Regions from separate parts of the Mus musculus genome. Here region 1 is linked to region 2. The links are chromatin contacts, called in public promoter capture Hi-C maps. All regions are on one chromosome and are shown on one strand. The core of a region is the stretch at or near the end of the contact, and the rest is flanking DNA. Distances in the headings are between cores, read along the strand shown. Region 1 holds the start of Mecr (mitochondrial trans-2-enoyl-CoA reductase). Region 2 has its middle 11 kb from the start of Gm42321.

Region 1 (5,695 bases), core at 1,746-4,245, 120 kb before region 2:
AGCGTAAATAAATGGCCACCCTAGGCCGAGATAGACCCACTGAGCACTTTAGAGGCAGAGCCCAGAAGTAGTTTCCAAATGTAGCACAGGTGACAGACTGAGCTGTGAATCCAGGCTGAAGAGAATGCTCTGAACTTGGGGAAATAACTAGAAGTCTACATAGAAGACAAAAGCTGCTGGCTTTTTTCCTGGAGGCATCTGTAGACAGACTGGGCTGTTCCCAGCTTCCCTGGCACTCTAACAGGAAACCAATCAGGAGGCCACTGCACACAGCTGTTTAACCACCCAAGCCTTCCTTATCACCTTGGGAGAATGCAATAAAAGGTGACCTTCTTAACGAAATGAGCTTTGGGTTCGGCTAACATGACAGGAGCAGGTGCTTTGCAGCAGGCTGGCGAGGGACACAAATGATGAGCCTTTGGGAGCACCACCTCACTGCTCTCAGTTTGAGTTCATTTCTGAAAATGGAGGCCTGCTCATAAGGACTTTATCACCTCACTGCAGCAAAATCTCCAGGGAAGTGTCTATCCTGACATGATTGATTCCCTATGAGCAAAATACAACTTATGGCTGATGGGTCAGCTCAGCAGTCGGAGGTACTGATGCCCAGACCTGATACCTGAGCTCCATCACCTGTTCGCTAAAGACGGCAGGAGAGAACTGACTCCTGAGAGCTAGCGCGCTCTCTCTCTCTCTCTCTCTCTCTCTCTCTCTCTCCCTCCCTCCCTCCCTCCCTCCCTCTCTTAAAATCAAATATGAGATGTTTGATCTTAGACAAATTAGTCAACCTCTGAACCTCTATGTCTATAATATCCTCTTATAAAATTCTGTTGGATCTTAATTCATAATTTCCGCATGTGAGCTACCAACTAATTACACATATCTTACCAGTCAAAAGAGCTGTTAAGGTTGTCTGGAGTAGGGCTAAGGTGAAAGCACCAATCTGGGAATTAGGGAATCTAGAGTCAGCTCTTTGCCCTAACTTGGCTTAGCTGAGGGTTTGGCAAGGTCACTTCGTTCTCTGGGCCACATCACAAATATACCATACAGGGATAAGAATGAACAAATGTCACTCCACCAAAAAGCCCCGGAAGTTTCCCCTGTGGTGCCTTTATAACTCCTTGATTCACAGCAGACAGAATTACTGTAATGGTTCATGTACCGGCTAGGTGCTTTGACAGTCAGAGAGGAGCTTCGGATAAACTCAGGGGCATGGGCCCTCTGGCCACACCCACTCTAGAACAATGTAAAAGAATATCAACAATAATTCAAATTCCTTGAGAACCTGGGGGGGGGGGGAAGAGAGGCCACAAATTCCAGATCAGCCTGGGCAACACAGGAACACCTTGTCTGAGGGGAGAGAAAGGAAGGGGAGCAGGAACAGTGGGGAACACACCTGCAATCTCAGCACTTGGAAGTTAAGAGCCCAGCCTCTGTTTAAAAAGGGGGATGGGGTGGGTAGGTTTGGAGTTGCAAGCCTTTAATCCCAGCATTTAGGAGGCAGAGGCAGGCCATCCAGGGCTACAAAGACCCAATCTCAAACAAACAAACATACATACATATAACCAAAGGAGCTCCCTCCCCCATTAGAAGCAGGCAACTTCAGCCCCAGTGCTGGGGGCTGGGGGTGGCAGAGGTAGAAGGATCACTAGAAACTCCAGGTCAGCCAAGGCTACTCAACATGTTCTAGGCTAGCTGGGACCATACAGGGAGACCTTAAGAAGGGAAGAAATAATAATAATAAGATGCATGTTGGTAAGCCCAACTTGTCCACTTTTTGTTTGTTTTTGAGGCAGGGTCTCAATATGTAGTTCAGGCTAGCATTACATTCACAATCTTCCTCCCTTAGCAAGTGCTGGGACTACAGGCACACACCATGCGCATCCCCTAAACTGTATTTGAAGATTTTTTTTTAAATTTTTATGTATTTTTACTGTGAGTGTGTATTTTGAGACAAAGGCTCATTATGCAACCCATGTTGGTCTCAAACTCATAACCCTTTTACCTCAGCATCCTGGGATTATGAAACAACTCCTTTTTGCTTGTTTGTTTTGAGACAGGGTCTCTCTCTATAGTCCTGGCTATCCTGGAACTGACTATGTAGACTAGACTGGCCTTGAACTCACAGAGATCTGCGGGCCTCTGCCTCACTAGTGCTGGGATTAACGGCACATGCCATCAAGCTGGGTTTAAACAACTCGTCATAATTAGGCCAAGATGCACACATGGCTTGGTGGAAGGGAACTCGCATGAGAAACAGGTGAATTCCGGCACCTATTCCAATCACTAATTAGCCGTATCATTTTAGACAAGCCCCTCGGCCTCTGTGAAAGGCAAACAATAATCTCCTATTTAAAAACAGGTGTAGAATCTAGGTAGGCTGTCAGACCGTATGTTCAAATTTCTATTCTCACTGGCTGGGTGACTTGGGGCAAATGTTAATTTTAACTTTCTTATGCCTCGCTTTTCTCATCTGAAAAAAAAATGCAATAAATACCCCCAGACTGTTGCTGTGACAAATAGTCGGAAGCATCCACTGAGACAAAGGAGTGACTGCCACAATCTTCAAACCAATATGGGTCAGTAAACTCTGGCACCGGTGCCTCGCGGGTCCTTGGCCGCCGGAAAGCACCGGTGTCGGGTCAGCAAGCACGCCCTGGGGTCTCGGCATCTGTAGGACAGCAGAACCCTCTTCCTCGGACCCTGTCCTCTCCTGGCAGTCCGCCGCCCGCCTCAAAACCCTCCAGGAACCCCAGCTCCCTCCCCGGTGGCGGCGCCGACTCTTACTGGACGACCTTGGCTGGATCCCCATGGTTGCCATAGACCAGCGCCCGCACCCGTGACGGCTCAGAGAGAGCGGAGTAGGAGGATGTGGTCCGGCCGTGGCGGTACCAAGCCTCGAGGAGACCCGCAAGCTGAGGTGCCCGGGCTCGCGCCCCTGTCACTCGCTGGCTGACCAACATGCTGCTTCCAGCACTGGCAGAATCCGGCGCTCTGGACTACGTCATTCGTCCGCGACAGCAAGCCTGAGCCCCGCCCCGCTCGTGACCGCGCCCCCTTCTTTAAAAGAGGCCGCTCGCTCTCTGCCCAGGTATTGGTGTAGGGTTTCTCCCGGACTGGTGTGAGGATTGAGGGTGGGCTACGTAAGGTATTCAGAGACCTGGAGAAGTTGCACAGCTAGCCAAAGCAGCCTACCCATGAAGAGAGTTCAGAACTGGCTTAAAGCTGTGACTGCTGCTTGTCGCGTGGTGTTTCCGGGAAGTCATTTACATTCTGGCCTCAGTATCCCCTTTGCACTCTTTATTGAGATACCACTGTGCCAGACTTTTTAAAGTATCATTTCATCTTCAGTTCCCCCAGAACAACACAAAGACTTTATCAGCCCAGCATCACCACCATCATCAGTTTTTCGAGACAGGTTTCTTTGTGTGTTCCAGGCTGTCCCTCTGTAGACCAGGCTGGCCTCAAATTCAGAGATCCGCTTGCTTCTGCTTCCCAAGTGCTGTGATTAGAGGCATGCTCTACCAAGACTTGGGGACTTCTTTACCCAGAGTTAACATACCAGGAATACCAGGCTCAAATCCTAGCAGCTCTTTCCTAGCTTGGGCAAGTGAGCGCAACTTGGAGCCTATTTCTCATTGATGCCATGAAAATGATATACCTCATTTCAGACGGTTGTGAGGAATGGATAAAACATTAGAAGAAGCCGGGTGGTGGTGGCGCACGCCTTTAATCCCAGCACTTGGGAGGCAGAGGCAGGCGGATTTCTGAGTTCGAGGCCAGCCTGGTCTACAAAGTGAGTTCCAGGACAGTCAGGGCTACACAGAGAAAATCTGTCTTGGGAAGAAAAATAAAAACAAAACATTAGAACAATGTTAAGGAAAAATAAAAACAAAACATTAGAACAATGTTAAGGTTGACAGGATAATACATTGTAAAACCATCAAGCTGTTCAGCTATGAGAGGGGTCCCATGAAGGAAGATGTCGTTTAAAATGCTCACAGCATACAAAGAGATTGGGTGGGAAATGAAAATTCTTTGTAAAAGGTATTAACCTGGAAAGACGCAGGTTCTTAGTTTTGGTGGAAAAGAAACATCAGCATAAATAACCCGTCCGTGGAACATTTGTGTACATGCAAGTGTGCACTGTTGCAGGCTGAAGAAAGGGAGCAAGGAAGTGCTGCAGGAGGCAGTCCTTCCATTCCCAAACTGCGTGCATGGAAATCAGATGAGGTTCCATTTTAGGACTCCTGATTTAGAAACATGGAGAGAGGTACACGATCCAAAGGTATACATTCTTAGACGTTCCCCAGAGTCCGGTGATGTGGTAGCCCAGGAAATAAGTATCAGAGAGCGTTTGAAAGACAAAGATGATTGACCCAAAGCTTGCCGTGGGAAACAAATTTTTCTCTGAGGAGGAGAGCCCACCAAAGCATAGAGATTAAGGTTTTGGGAACTGGACTCAGGCAAATCTAGATTTGCATCCTGGTTCTGCCATTTCCTGGATGTTTGGTTTTGAATTCGTCACTTGGCTTCTCTGTGCCTCTGTTTCCCTCATGGTTAAAATGAAGGGAACTGAGCTAGGGAGGTAGCTCAGTGGTAGAGCACACTCAGTGGTAGCACGTGTGAGGTCCTGGGTTTGATCTCTAACAAGGCAAAGACAAAAAAAGCTCAACAATAATCAAGAGACTAATAGTCCCAAGGTTGTCTTGAAGACCGAGGGAGCGAGTACCACTTGAACCACTTAGCACACTGTTTGACATATGGAACGTTCTAAAACGATTCCAGGAATATGGTGTGAGGATGAAATGAGAGCTATCACTTTGTAAAACACTGGGGTTTGACTCAATAACTGCATTTATTAGAGAAATCTGATACCTACCAGTAGGGGAAAAGTCTGTTCTCACAATAGGTGTGCACTCACGTGAACACCTATTTCCACAGTGACAGGGAGGCATACTTGTGCCAGAAAGTTCACAAGGTCCCTCTGCTGCATCCTCTAGGTGACACTGGGATGTTCCTCTTTATCCCCTCACCCCCACCGCCCACTGGCTCCTCCTCCTCCCCAGGCAGCCAACTAGGAAAGTCTGGAGAATCAGGCTGGAAAGTTTTCCTCCTTAAGGCTGGATTTCATCTCCCTCCACACCCTTTCACCTTTCCCTTTGGTCTAGGCCATCTGGCAGTCACACAGTTTGAGAACAACCGGTGAAGGGGTTTAAGCCTATTGGCCTTAGCTTTGCATTCAAGACCATATGCACTTTGATGCCTACCCTCTTTCTGGCTTTATCTTTTGCACTGTACATAGCCAGCGACCCAACTACACCCAACTCCGCCCTCACCAGCTCTTCCTTGTCTTACGCTTTTATTCAGGTTTCGATCGACTGAAATGAATTTTCCTGTCTAACCTTCCAGGGGAATTCCAGGTTCACATATTGTTCTATTGAGCAAACCCCAATGCCTTTGTAATTTCTCTGGGCTAATGTTATGGCCTTTAGGATACTATCTTGTAGTTATTTATATGTCCACTTCCCCCTCCAGGCAAAATTTCATCTCCGGGATGCCAGCACTCAATATGGGGCCTAACACAGGATAGGCATCATAAATATTCCATGAGTTGCAGGTAATTGAATTTCTTCCTGACCTGGCACTGACTGTGGTACCCTATCCTTCTCCCTAGATTTGGGGCAGCCACTCC
Region 2 (5,398 bases), core at 745-3,244:
TCTGCGTGCCATAGCACATAGCCTGTGTCTCCCCATGTTTGCCTCCATCTCTGTGTGAGTGGGGTGATGGGCTGTTAGTCTCTCTTCCTGCAGACTGTTCCTCTCTCTAATTTTATCTCCTACAAGCTCTCTCTCATCTCTTCCCCCTCTCTCTTTCAATCTGTGTTCATATTTTCTATTTTTGTCTCCTTTCAGGTATCCCTTGTTTTCCTTGTCTCTTTTTCTCTCCCCTTTCCCTCTCATCTTCCTCTTTACCAGGTGGCTCATTTCCAAACCACCCCAAATCCTTCACCATTTGTGCGTTCTTTCCTTCCATGAAAGAACGTGTGTTTACGTGCATGCATGTGTTCCTGCATATGTGTGTGTGTGTGTGTGTGTGTGTATATGTGTGTGTGTGTACGTGAGAGTACAGACGTGCCTTTGGCTTAGGGTGTGCTGAAACCCATCCCCGTGGCTCTGTCTCCATTTCTCAGTGAATTAATCAATCTTTCTCTTGCTTGCTGTTCCCCTTCCTGGTCTTTGCTGCTGGCACCAACATGGACATCTGGCAACTCAGACTGGGGCCTCTGGTTCCAAAGAAGCATATGCCAGTTTGGGGGCAGCAGGCGGCTCCCAGTTGGATCTCAGGAAGGCACATGCTGCAGACTCAAAGTGGGGGGCTGAGTCACCTTGTCCAGACGCATTGAGAAAAACACTGGAGGCAGCAGTAGGTCAGAAGAACACAAATCCTGGTTTCGGCTTCCTGTGTGACCTTGGCCAAGTTGCTTAACCTCTCTGAACCTGTTTCCTCACTAGTGAGGGAAGGCTGCTCTAAGGATGAAATGAAGCCATTTACTGTGACCAATTTGGGTCACAGTAAATAGAGCGACGAGCCAAGACCCACACTGCCCCCGTGTGGCTGGAGGCAGCCGCAGTTCACTGGGTGAAGAGCCTTTCATAGCAGGGATATATGCAGTGACAACCTTAGTACCGCGAGCAGATTTTGGTCTAGAGCAGTGGTTCTCCACCATCCTGATGTTGCGACACAGTTCCTAGTGTTGTGGTGACACCTCCCCTGACCCATATAATTATTTTGTTGCTACTTCATAACTACAATTTCGCTACTGTTAGGAATTGTAACCTACAGGATAAGAACCATTGGTCTAGAGTTTAAAGTCTTGTGTCAGGTGGTCCTGAGGCTGGTTCTGAGATAATGTGGAACAGATGCAGGTGGGTGTCTTCCCATTCTCTTGACCGTTTGTGGAGAGAAGACACAGGATGGTATGAAGAAATTAAGGGACTGGCAGTGCCACGTCTGGGCCATCTGGGTCCAGAATGGTGGCTCTGTAGTGGCAGGAGGAAGGGCAGGGATCTAAGATAGAGTCAGCTTGTGTCGGTTGGGGCTGAGAAGAGGGAGGCTGGCTTAAGCCAGGCACCTGGAAGTCCCTTCCCAGGTCTCTTCTCTGAAACCTTCAATACTCCCCAGGGCAGGTGGATGAGTCTATTTCAGGGGAGGAATCTGGGGGTGGGGGTTAGGGTGTGGCCAAGGCCTTATGTGGAAGTAGGAGAAGGCAGGTCTGAAGAGAAGACAGGCTAGGTCAACATTGTGTATTTGTCTGTCTGCATGACCCCAGAATGCACATGGGTGTGCGCCCGCGTGCTCACATACACACACACAGACACACAGAGACACACACAGACACACAGAGACACACAGAGTTCCCTGCTGTCTGGATGCTGCCCCACCTACCCACCGAGCATGCTGGCTAGCTTCCAGGTTTCTGCTGTGCCGTGGCCCAGGTTCAGGAGCTAAGGTGGAGTTGCAAGAGAGGAGACAGGGCTTGGGTAGCCGGGGCTCAGCAGGAGCTGCCTGACCTGGATCTGAACCCGAGGTGGTTTCAAGCCAAGGCCTGCTGAATGTTTGACTTTGAAATGTTCCTTCTTCCTTCTCACTGGCTGGTATCTGCTCCCACCCAGGTCACCAACGGTCACCGCACTGAGAGCAAAGAGGTGAGGAGCAGCAGGGCATGCCTCACATACGTGTGAACTTGACACTGTTACCACTGGCAACCAAGGCAATCTCAGAGGCTGCAAGGGAATTGTCTGTGGCCACAAGCTTATCCCACTTCAGAGGAGTCCTGACCTGGGGACCCAGCTTCTTGGGGGGGTGTGTGTGGGGGCTTTTGGTCCCAGGGACTCTAAAATCAACTGTGTGCTTTAATCTGTCAGACAGTGACAATCTGAACACCAGGAAGGAAGCTGGTGGCCTGCACTAAGCTGGACAAAACTCATGGGAAATAAGATAAGGAATTGACATTTGACCTCCCTCCAGGAGGGAGTCCAAACTCCAGAACTTTCTCTGACCTGTAAAGCCTCGGCAGTTCCTTTTGTCACAAGCCATTAATCTTGGTGGCTTTCTTTCTTAGGTCCTGATGTCCTCCCTCAAGCAGCTACAGGTCCCTCCTCATATGTATCTGCTGTTCACAGACCCTCCCTTATGTGGCAGTACTCTGGCCCTATGGTCCTAACTTGATTGGTTCAGCCTGTGGGGACAGCTCTGAGGACCCTCTGGGGACTTCGAGGAAGGGCCAACAGGAGCAAATCTTTCTCTCCTTGCAATCAGGATCTGGTTATCACAGCCCATGAGAGGTACAGGAAACTAGAAATGGGGCCACTCTGAACACTTAGTCTAGTCCTCACTTGGCGGTTCTCAGTTACCTGACTTATGATGGTCAGCTTTGCAGTATTCTCCATATAGGGTGGATGGATCAGGAAGTAATCCCATTGTAAGTCAGAGATCCCCTGTAGTTTCTCTCTCTTTGGCTCCTTGTGGGCAGTACGTGCTATGATCCCCGTGGACTTTGCGCCTGGCACTTAGATGGGAATTGGTGCCTGGGATGGAGACGGGGAGGATTCAGAAACCAAGCATATGGCGGCCACTGTCACTCACCGGCATGCCTTTTCAAGCCGCAAGTTGCAGGATGACAAGGGTTGGGGAGTGGTTGGAGCTTTGGACTTCCTGTCTTTGGCATGCGTGCTTAGGTTTAAGGTTTGAAGCAGGAGAGGACATCGCCACCTGGAGACAGTGACTCGGGTCTCTACGTCTTGCAGAGATACCTGGAAGGGTCTGGGTAGCAAGAGTCTGATGGTACAGGCCTGGGAGGGGGAAGTGGGGGGACATCTGACCAATTCTAGGAACAGCGGAACCAAGGGACAAGGTCCTCCCGAAAACCCTGTCCACAATGGGCTGAGCATCCCATCTCCTGGTTTCTTGCCCACTACCATTTTCCTTTTAGACAATCAGAGAAGAAGGAAGCTGGAGGTAGGAGAGATCTCCCCAGGCTCCATTGGGGCCATCACCAGGGCACCTCTGCCAGCGCTTCTGGACCTCATCAACCAGGTGGCTTGATTAGCCCGGCTAACATTAAGGAGGGCCTGGTGGGCTGTAGACTGTGGTCTCATTGTCAAGCAGTGGTGCAAAGATTAAGTTAAGTTCTTGTCCCTGAGCCCAGGCACAGCCCCCAAGTTTATCCTGTTCATTTAAAATCTCACCTAGAGCTTTGGAGGAAAAGCCGATTTCATTACAGCTTTCCCGTTTTCAAGGAGTCGTGCCCACACACCTGTCGTCTTGTGATTATTTTCTGTCTACAGAGCCTGTGGCTCCCCCAGGTTCCTCCAGCTGCTCCTCCCACTGACTGGGTCCTCAGAGCTGGCCACAGCGTGGCACAAGCTACCTGCATTATTTACTTAACAATAAAGAGCCAGCTTGGGTGACCTGGTGGGAGAGTAAGTGGAGATTTACTGTGAAATGATTAATCATAAAAGCACAGGTCACAACGGCCTCAGACCAGGAGGAGGAAAGGAATGGAGGGAGAAGCTGCAGGCTGTGCGGTCACGAAGGGTTGACTTGTTTGTGTGATCCAAAATGACTATGGCTCCCATCTTTGCCAGGCTTCTGCCGGGAGAAGGCTTCCGGGAAGACCCGGACCAGCTTTTGTCCCTCTTGCTGTGTGACACCATGTACGTCTCTGGTCCAGTTTCCCTGTGTATTTGATGCAGAGACAGGAGAAGTGGCTTCTTGCTTCATACAAGTAGAAAGGGCATCTTGGTACCACCACACTGGGGCATAGACCCAGGAGAGGCTGAGATCTCAGTCTTAGTCTCTTCTCTAAGGCTCGGGTGTCACCCATGAGAACCTGCAGGTAATAGTAATAAAGAGAAGGCGCAAGCAGCCCCAGTAAGGCCCGAACCACAGGTCAGCACGATAAAAAGACTCCACTTGCTCAGCGGTTCCTTCATTCTGGAACTGGTTAACTCTTACAACTGCCCTAGCCTATTGCTATCTCTAAGCACAGAGGGGGATCACCCAGCAGGTGTCCTGCTCCCTCGGGAGCAGAAAGCAGCAAGCTTGCTTGAACAGCGGGGGGGGGGGGGGCTGCTTTCTACCGCTAACCTCGACAGCGAGCTTCATCACTGTATCTACCACTTTGGCAGGGAGGCCTGAAACAGAGCGCCGGCTGCCAGGGTGGGACATGGTGGGAAGTCTTTTAAATTTGTTTTTCCCTTGGGTACTCTGCCTGCACTCCAAATATTGGCCATTTCAGTTTCATTTAGGATTCTCTTTAGTCTGTGGTAATTAATCCCATTAGTAGTTAATAGCCCTTTATATTAAACTTTCCTCAATAAAATTACCATGTGATCTAGTCTTCTGACTATATCCTGATAGATACAGAACTTGTGTGCTGGCCAGGTATGCACGCCTGTCATCCTAGACAGAAGCAGGAGGATCAGGAGTTCAAGGCCAGCCTTTGCTACACTGTGAGACTCTGTCTAAACAAACAAACAAACAAACAAACAAACAAACAAACAACCCACCAGCCAACCATACATAACAAAATTGGTTTTGGTCCATGGTACAGCTCAGCAGAGGAGTGGACGGCTTCGCTGTTGTTGCTGTTGAGACAGGGTCTTATCACACTGCCCACGCTGCCCAGGTTGGCTTTGCCTTCCACCACCCTCTGTCCTCAGCCTCCTCAGAGCTTGGGTAATACACATGCATAACTGTGCCTAGAAAGATTTTTTTTCTAAGTATAAAAACCACTCTCAACAGCTCATAGGACATGCAAAAATAAAAGACATGGTCCCGGTTTGTCTCAGCAGCCCCAGCTTGCCAATTCCTGGAGTGGAGTTACTGTCTGCCAGAGAGAAGGAAATGAATACTGGGCTTTTCAGAGATGCCTGCGTGGGGCTGTGGGTTGATCCAGCACACCATGTGGCTGCTTGTCAATGTGGGGGTATAATGGCCAGGTGGTGGATGGAGTCTCAGCTCACATTCACCACACGGAAGGCCAAGGAAGCGAGTCTCTGACTTTCTGAAATGTAACCGGAACAGATAAACACAGAACTGGAGCCTCCCTGG

The links. Promoter capture Hi-C pulls out the DNA fragments that hold promoters and counts their contacts.
Region 1: a contact with region 2 is called in a promoter capture Hi-C map of liver, with 4 times the contacts expected there. The contact joins the promoter of Mecr here to the enhancer-like site in region 2. A contact is called at or near these places in 21 of 39 promoter capture datasets (the C10 cell line, the HPC-7 cell line, HPC-7-derived erythroid cells and 11 more), 5 of 15 datasets of contacts at CTCF or cohesin (the G1E-ER4 cell line, embryonic stem cells, pro-B cells and 1 more), 156 of 484 Hi-C or Micro-C datasets (the AtT-20 cell line, B cells, the BV-2 cell line and 76 more), 29 of 115 datasets of contacts at active chromatin or transcription factors (SST interneurons, Th17 cells, a beta-TC-6 cell line and 16 more) and 4 of 9 other capture datasets (adipose tissue, embryonic stem cells, liver and 1 more).

Annotation. Positions count from the first base shown.
Region 1 is chr4:131,840,771-131,846,465 of GRCm38.p6, reverse strand. It overlaps Mecr (mitochondrial trans-2-enoyl-CoA reductase), which reads right to left and starts at 2,995. Exons shown (of 10, transcript NM_025297.2): 1 at 2,788-2,995. The coding sequence starts at 2,963.
Region 2 is chr4:131,719,102-131,724,499 of GRCm38.p6, reverse strand. No RefSeq gene overlaps it. Among named protein-coding and RNA genes, the nearest start is that of Gm42321, 11 kb to the right of the region's middle. Within about 2 kb of position 1,994, at least 14 of the 459 cell types and tissues checked have an H3K27ac peak or open chromatin away from gene starts, as enhancers often do. A contact at or near this core is called in the AtT-20 cell line, kidney, liver and 1 more, where this site is marked.